2 separate regions of the Gossypium hirsutum genome follow, and region 2 is linked to region 1. Evidence: chromatin contacts called from public Hi-C data. All regions are on one chromosome and are shown on one strand. Each heading gives the region's core, a stretch centred on a gene start, on an enhancer-like site or on the middle of the called end of the contact. The rest is flanking DNA. Distances are from core to core; before and after follow the strand shown.

Region 1 (4,242 bases), core at 1,137-3,636:
GCCATTACATCCCCAGAGTCAAATTCACCAGAGAGAAGCAACCGTGAGGTGGCACAAATGCATTCAGTAAATCAGGGTGTTGGAAAATCAGGGTCATCGGAACTCCGCCACTCTGGTTCTGAAAAAGCATTATCCCCTAATTCCAATGGCTCAATGCATCAACCAGACAGGCTTGTAGAATTCGGGTCAATGAGGGCCCTACCTTTGGTTCCAACCTTTACAGAAATTGGCAAGCCGCATAATCCAGGATCTCCTAACGCTCAAAACTCAACTGGAATGGAAAGGCTAAAATCAGCCGCGAGCATGGATCAGGACAGGTTCGACAATTCATTGTTTCCATCTAAAATACGTATTACTATTCTCTGTGCCTTTTTTCTTACTTCTCCTAACATGCAGGATACTTGTACAATCATTCCATTTAAAAAACGAAGAAGATTTCCCTCCTTTATCCATCTGAAAATCACCGAAGAATAGAGACAGGTAAAAACGCTAACAAAAGCCACAAAGCCTGAGCCCTCAGCTCGTGTGAATATTGCTCTCGGAATATAGCCATATTCCGAAGCTCGTTTACATGTATGGAGTTTGATTAGTTTTTGTGTGGTTCAAAGGCATATAATGTACATTTCAACTAATTTTATTTTGGTCCCTTTTTAAATCTGGTCGTAGCTGTACTTTTTATAGTGAGTTATTGATGTATAGGATTGTTGAATTATGCCTTCTCTTTTGTTGTTAATTTTGCCCAGGTTTTGATATCTTTGCCACTGGTTTTCTGGCAAAGAAAAAAAAGTATAGAAGCAGATATTGTTATTGCTTATTGTTGATGTAACTTTATACTGTCAAATAGTCTTCTTTTAGCTGTCTATAATGTTGTTTTATTAATTTGTTGTTTACCTATTAAACTGACTTGACCTTCAACATTTATAAAATTTATCAATTTAGTCTTTAACTTAAAAAAGCAATTAAAGATTACTTTTAGTTCTTTATAGTTCATTAGCTAACTTATGTGAAATATTAAAGAAAACTTATGTGAAATATTAAAGAAAAGAGTATCCTCTTTTAAGTCACTTGCAAAAAGAACTTTAAAAAGTTAAAATAAAATATAAAAATAATTTAAAATCCAAAAAAAATAACAACATTAAAAATGTTATTTCTTTTAATGATTTACAGTAGAGATCACCAATACACTAAATATAGCATTTAGAGCATGGAATAGTGAATAATTTTTCTAAGCCCAAAGCATTACAAATTATTTAATATATTAAATCTAAAAATTACCTTTTTTTGTAATTTTTATGTTAAATTAATATATTATTCTCAAAGACTTGATTATTTAATTAGCAAGTAATTAAGTTCCTTGAATTATTTTTGTAGCAAAATATATACTAAATTTGAATATGGCAAACCATATAAACTGAATAAGGCTATAATATTATAAATATCTTTGAACTCTGTGTATTGGCTCGATGGTTAGAATGTTTACCGTTTTGAATGTGGTTTGAGTTCAAGTCACTCTAATTACGTTGCTATTAGGGCTTTACCCTCTTCATGTAATTCACCCAAAATTTTTTTTCCTTTAATTTAGTTTATGCTAAATAAGGTATGAGTTATTATCCTTAATTTATTTCTTTTAAAAACAATCATAACCAGGTTTAGAATAACTAATAATATCCCATATCTTTACAATATAATAAAATAATATTCAAGTTTTTTTAAATTTATTTTAATAAAAGTAGTCAAAAAATATTTTTTTAAATATTACCTAAAGACACAATTTATGTAATAAAAAACACACATTACTGGCATTTGCATTGTTGGTTAAGACCAATGCTAGAGGCGTTCATTAATGGAGTTAAGTTGAAACTTGATTTCAAAGCTCAAGCTTTACTTGCCTAGACATGCCCAAAATAACTCATTTTACTATTCAATAAATAATAAAAATATTTTTATTTTATTTTAATGATAAATATAAATATAAATATAAATATAAATATAAATTTATTTTTTTATTAATTTTAAATAGGGAAATGGGTCACTAAAATAAATCCAATATTCAAAATATAAACATCTTTAGTTAAGGTTCCAGGTCAATAAATTTTCAAGATTGAGTTCCATCAAAAGGTGAATTTAAGGAATACGCAATAATTTTATGTCTAAAATGATATAAAAATTATAAAAATATGAATTAGTATAATAATAGAATTGCACTTTAACTACTAAAAAGTTATAATTTAAATTTATCGTCTAAAATAATTTTTTGACTTAACTCTAAAATATATTTATAATAAAAAAAAATTTCACCAAAATATAACAAATAAAAATTTGCATAGATTTTACAATAAATTTAAATTCTTTAAATTAAGACAAATAGTAGAAGGGCAATCAAGGCCCAGCCCAGTCCTAAAGGGAACAAACCCTAACCACCACTGTTTCCAGCCGCCGCCGTGATCGCACACTTTTAGATTCTACCTTTTTACAACAATCAAATTTTATTTTTCCCCAATTTCAATAAAACGCAAAAAGAAAAAGATATTCCACAGTGTTTCACCGTCGTTTTGTCGTAATTTCCCCTGTCGTTTTATTTCCTTTGTCTCTCCCCCCCCCCCCGAAACCCTGACCGTGAATAACAATAACAAAAAAATAAAACGTGTTTTTAGATCATCAGAAGGGACGTTGGTTTAGGGCGGCGGCGACCTAAAGCGCGTTGAATGATTGGACGTTCCGTTGAGACGTGAAGCGGCGGAATTGTTTTGCCGTAGGGAGGAAGAGGGGCGGCTGTTTTTTTGTTGTTGATGTTTTTGATGGGCGATCTCCTAGATTGGTCGCCTGAAACAAACGGCGTCTCGTCAAGAGACAGGTATTCATCGTCACCATCTTCATCACCGAATCAAAAGGGGATTAGTGCGGAGTATTGGAGAAAAGCCGAGGAAGCAACGCAGGGGATCATAGCCCGTGTCCAGCCAACTGTTGTTTCGGAAGAGAGGAGAAAAGCGGTTACCGATTACGTACAGAGATTAATTAAAAATTATCTTGGTTGTGAGGTTAGGTTTTTGAAGAAAAAAACATTAATTAAGTTTTCAATTTTGCTTTTTATTGATTTAAATGGATAAAATGTTAGCATTTTCTCGAAACTAGTAATTTAGGTGGAAAATGGAAATGGCTACCGTATTTGTTATATTTACTAGTACAAGAATTTTTAGGATGGAGTGTAAGCTTTAAACTTAATTCTTGTGTAGTTTGGAGTCACCTAAGAGAAAACATGATTAGTATTTGTTGATAAAATAAAAACTAAGAATAGTGGTGGAAGAACCTCTAATTCATCGTAATTAGGCTTAATAGTTGTTGTAGAGATCGATCCATTTGGAAATTGCAAATTCTCTATCACATGGATGAGGTTTCTACAATGTTAATGTTCTACCTTTATGAATGTCACGTCTAGCTAAAGTCTCGTCCATTGGGAGTTAGATGTGATAATGGGACTATTCATTGGGTGCTTTTGAGTATTTGACATCTGTGATTGACTGAATGCGGTTCATATTTGTTACATTACAGCGGAGTACATAAAAGGAATTATCTATAACGGTGAAATTCAGTTTGGAAATTTGTCATTTAATGTTTCCAGCTGAAAACAACCTGGCTGTTAATGACGATATGACGTATACATTTTTTTTCAGTAATATGGTGATAATTGTCTCATATATTGTTTTTGTCGTTTTGCTGTCTTGGTTTTCATAGCTATCGGTTGGTGTGATCATCAACCTAAGAGCTGTCTTGGTTTTCATAGCTATCAATTGGTGTGATCATGAACCTAAGAGCATTCATTTAAATTAGCGATTGATTTGTATAGATATTAATCCTTTAGCTTGTATTTATTACAGGTATTTCCGTTTGGGTCAGTGCCCTTGAAGACCTATCTTCCTGATGGAGATATCGACTTGACTGCCTTCGGAGGCTTAATCTTTGAGGAGGCTCTGGCAAATGATGTGTGTTCTGTCCTTGAAAGAGAAGATCATAACACTGCTGCTGAGTTTGTAGTGAAGGATGTGCAATTAATTCGGGCAGAGGTTTTTAACTTCAACTGATATGTCTCTGTAGATCTTTGCTTAGTCAAATTATTTGTTTTGTGATCCATAAGAGACTAACCTGTTTACATAAGGTTTACTTCATTCTTTATTCTTTTTGTTGACATTTTATATCTATTTTCATTTTGCGTTTTGCCTCCTCAACCATTATTTTAGCATCGTT
Region 2 (4,237 bases), core at 1,589-4,088, 140 kb after region 1:
CTGACATTGTCACAATGGCAAAGGTTAACTTTTCTCGATTTTCTTAGCTATAAAAGTATTCTATCTACATCCCTTATGTATTCACTTGCAGCTAGCTTTCATGTATTGACAGGGGATCGGAAATGGCATCCCTCTAGGCGCTGTGATAACCACTCCCGAGATCGCGGAGGTCTTGACCCGACGAAATTACTTCAACACCTTTGGTGGGAACCCTGTATGTACGGCTGCAGGATTAGCCGTTTTGAACGTAATCGAAAAAGAAAAGCTTCAAGACAATGCCTTCGTCGTAGGATCTTACTTGAAAGAGAGACTAATTGCACTAAAAGATAAACATGACCGTAAGCTTTAAGACTTTGTAAACATCATTCAATTCGGAACCGGCATTGCTGATTGCCTGATTGTACTATGTAAATGCAGTTATCGGGGATGTGAGAGGACGTGGATTGATGCTCGGAGTCGAACTTGTCACTGATCACGAGCTCAAGACACCGGCAAAGCTTGAAACACTTCATGTATTGGACCAAATGAAAGGTTAGGTTTCTTCACATTAAGCCTGCCATGGAATGTACTTTGTTTAAGTTACTAATGATCTGGTAATCTTATTGTAGAGATCGGTGTATTGGTTGGGAAAGGTGGATTTTATGGCAATGTATTTAGAATTACACCTCCACTTTGCTTTTCTAAGGAAGATGCAGGTGAGTTACTCCGTTTCGGATGTTATTCCGACTCTATTTTTTGGGTAAATTGCAGTAAAAGCCACCCAACTATGGTTTTTTTTTTGTTATTCAATTATAAAAAAGTTACAAAAAGGTCACCTGACTACTCAATTTTGTCTTTCTTTGTCATCAGCTAACTAATGTAAAATAAAAACACCCAAAAATCCAAGATAGTTGGGTGACCAAAAAAGACAAAATTGAATAGTTGAGTGACAAAAAAAAACTAATAATTGAATGATTATTTTGTGACTTTTCATAGTTGAGTGGCTAAAAAAGAAAAAGAAAAAAAACATAAATGGGTGACTACTAACATGGATTACTTAATATCAAATTTAGCTCTTAACATTTACATTTTTTTTCAATTTAACCATTATTCTTTTTTTGAGCTAGACTTGACCCTCAACCTTTTAAAAAGAGTTAAATTTGACCATCAACATTTTGAAATAGAATCGAAATAAATTTTTTTAAACAAAAATACTAGCTAAAATGTTAATTTTATAAACGCGATAGCCTTCATGGCAATCCGAGTATACTTCATGTTAATTTTTTTGAATCTTTATGAACTTTTTATACTTTTTTTTAATTTTGATTTATTTTTAATTTTTATAATTTTTAAATTAATTGTTGGTGTGACATATAAAAAAAATAGGGCATTTAATCATAAAGTGTACATGGACTCTCATGTGAGTTGGCAGGCCAATAATGTTACAAAATTAATATTTTAGTCAACATTTTCTGTTAAAGAAAAGTGATTTGACTCTTTTTGTAAAGATTAAAAGCCAAATTTAGCTTAAAAAAATTAAAGCCTAAATTGATAAAAGTGTAAACATTGAGAGTTAAATTTATAATTTTATCTTTTTAAATACTCGTGTCCTACTCATTTTTGGATTCTCGACATAGATCTAGGAGGTAATATATATCCATATGTAAAACTCACATCCAAGTCCAAATAACGTAAGTTCATTTCCTTCTGAATTTCTTGTTGCAGATTTCCTTGTAGATGCTATGGATTACACAATGTCAAAGATGTAACGCCTCCGTTATTCTTTCATGCAAACGAGGTTGAAGCTCAATAATACGAGAAAAGATTACAAAAAAATGATTACACGAATCAATTAAGTTAAGCATCGAATGAATTACGAAGCGCTTGATTTAAATGTAGAAAAAAATAGAATATAATTAGATGTTTTAAGTCTGAAGTTATCAATGTGTATCATAAACTCCCTTAGTCTTATATGTGAAAATCATCAATCCATCTATAGATTAATGCTTCAATAAATTTAACAAATTGACCCCAAAAGATTTTGGATCTCAAAGTCCCCCATGGTTTAATTTATATCAACAAGAAATTAAAGAAAAACCCAATTCTGTTATTTCATTCAAATTAAATTAAGAGTAAATTACACCGATAATTACTTAATTATTAATACTTTTTTGGTTATTTAATTATAAAAATTACAAAATGGTCACTAATTATTAATAAATTTCCTTTTTAGCCATATAACTATAAAAAATTACAAAATCGTCACTCAACTATTCAATTTTATTTTTTAGTCAATTATTATCTTCGATAGAGTTTTAACTCCTAATTCTATCAAAAGTCTGAATGATTGAAAAACTAATGGGTATAGAGAGCAATAACGTCTCATCAAGTGCTTGAGAAGGCAAATCATGTGTGTTTGTGCATAGATGAGACCGAATCCTTGTCTTATATATAATTATTGGATTTGAACCTATACTTTACGAATTCATTACCTTTTTTAGTCATTTAAGCTTTTAATAAAATTTATCGATTAAGTCATAACTCGATTGGTATCAACATTATTATTAATGTAAGAGGATGTGGGTTCGAGAGCGCTGAAATGCATTTTCCTCCTATTTATGAGTTAGGAAAGAGCTATCTCTAGTTTTAGACAAGATCTTTACTAAAGATAACACTTAATGTATTAAGAATCCAATCTAAAGTTTTATCATTAATAAATTACTTTGATTTAAATTAATTTTTTTCAGATTGAATCAATTCGGATTAATATTATTAATTTTTTTTATAATTGAATCGTATTTAAATTGGGATAGAGTAGAATATATAAATATAAAGGAAACGCAGGCGTAAAAACAATGCACAGTGGAAACGCATAACACTTTTTTAACCAAAAAAACAAAATTAAAAAAAAAAATCCATATTTCAGCTTTGAGACTTAAGATACACTTCCCTTCCCTTTCTCTCTTTCATTTTTATTTTTATTATTCAAAAAATTAAAATTAAAATTTAATTTTAATACATCATTTTTTTATTGTGCCGTCACTGTTCTATGCTCCACCACCACACCAGCATCGTCGTCGTCGCCGCCGCCGTCATCTAGGGTTTCAAATCCTTCAACTTTCCCCTTTCTCGGTTTCCTTCTACAAATTTCCGAGCTGGATTATCTCTCTTTCTTCTGGCGAATCTCAATGCGCCGCTGGTCCAGCGGCTTCGTTGATCAAATCTCTTTCCTTTTCCCATCTCACTCTATATATGCGTATCAGTTTCTCTTGTTGATCAGTTTGGAGCAAAAAAAAGGCTAGGTTTTGGTGAGATTAGTTTCTATTGATTAAAATTTTGAATCCGAGGGTTTTTTGTGTTTGTATTTTTTTTTTGTTTCGCGGGATTTGAATGGCATTGGGTGATCTGATGACGTCACGATTTTCGCAATTGTCGTTGGCGGTATCGAATCATGTCATCGACGGTAACGTCAGCAGTGGCGGCTACCATGAGGACGATGTTGCTTATGCTGACTTGATGTCTCAGAGGAGGGATTTAGATGCTGTATCAACTAGCAGTTACGCCAATGCCGTTACTTCCACGGCCACTGTGCCTACGATCATGGCTTACTTGCCGCAAACTGTTGTTTTATGCGAGCTTCGGCATGCTGCCTTTGAAGCTTCCACGCCAACTGGACCCTCTGATAGTGGCCTTGTTTCCAAATGGCGCCCCAAGGACCGAGTAAGTCCTTTCCTTTCTAGCTTGTTTTCTTCTTTTTTTGCTTACCATTCGTTTGACTGATTATATCTAATAATGGGTTTAAGAGAAAAAAATATTTACACTGCAGTAGGAAAAGATGGGATTGTGCAAATAATTAGAATTTCCTATTGATATTCGGAAGTAAGAAAATTTGACTTCGTTTAGAGGTTAAGAAAATTTGACTTCGTTTAGAGGTTATTAGAAATGTTGCTAAAATTGGTTCATATCTATGCCATTTTGGGTCTAAAACTAAAATTTTAATAGGGCTTTAGTACATTGGATAGAAGGGAGGGGGATTCTTAGATGTGCTAGCATAACATTATGGAATTAGTACTGTCAATTAAGTTTGAAATCCTTGAATTTGATGTGGTCACCTAGCAATGGAAGTCATGAAGACATTGTACTCCTCCAAATCAAAGCATTAGAGTCTGGAAGAGTTGAATACTTTGTACATTAAGTAATCTGCTGTTGTTTTTACCATCCCAGTATGTCATTTGCCATGTGATGAACTACTGACTAA

The links. A called contact is a pair of places that touch in the nucleus more often than the background predicts.
Region 2: a contact with region 1 is called in a Hi-C map of leaf, with 1.6 times the contacts expected there. The contact joins the promoter of LOC107935978 here to the promoter of LOC107935962 in region 1. A contact is called at or near these places in 6 of 34 Hi-C or Micro-C datasets (callus, leaf and seedling).

The regions. Positions count from the first base shown.
Region 1 is chrA02:268,616-272,857 of Gossypium_hirsutum_v2.1, forward strand. LOC107935962 reads left to right here and starts at 2,387. Exons shown (of 9, transcript XM_016868590.2): 1 at 2,387-3,038; 2 at 3,876-4,061. The coding sequence starts at 2,790. LOC107935961 reads left to right here. Exons shown (of 9, transcript XM_016868589.2): 8 at 1-317; 9 at 397-814. The coding sequence ends at 457.
Region 2 is chrA02:404,931-409,167 of Gossypium_hirsutum_v2.1, forward strand. It overlaps LOC107935978 (regulatory-associated protein of TOR 1), which reads left to right and starts at 2,839. Exons shown (of 23, transcript XM_041087588.1): 1 at 2,839-3,699. The coding sequence starts at 3,370. It overlaps LOC107935989 (alanine--glyoxylate aminotransferase 2 homolog 3, mitochondrial), which reads left to right. Exons shown (of 9, transcript XM_016868627.2): 5 at 1-23; 6 at 113-338; 7 at 418-531; 8 at 609-695; 9 at 1,705-1,950. The coding sequence ends at 1,748.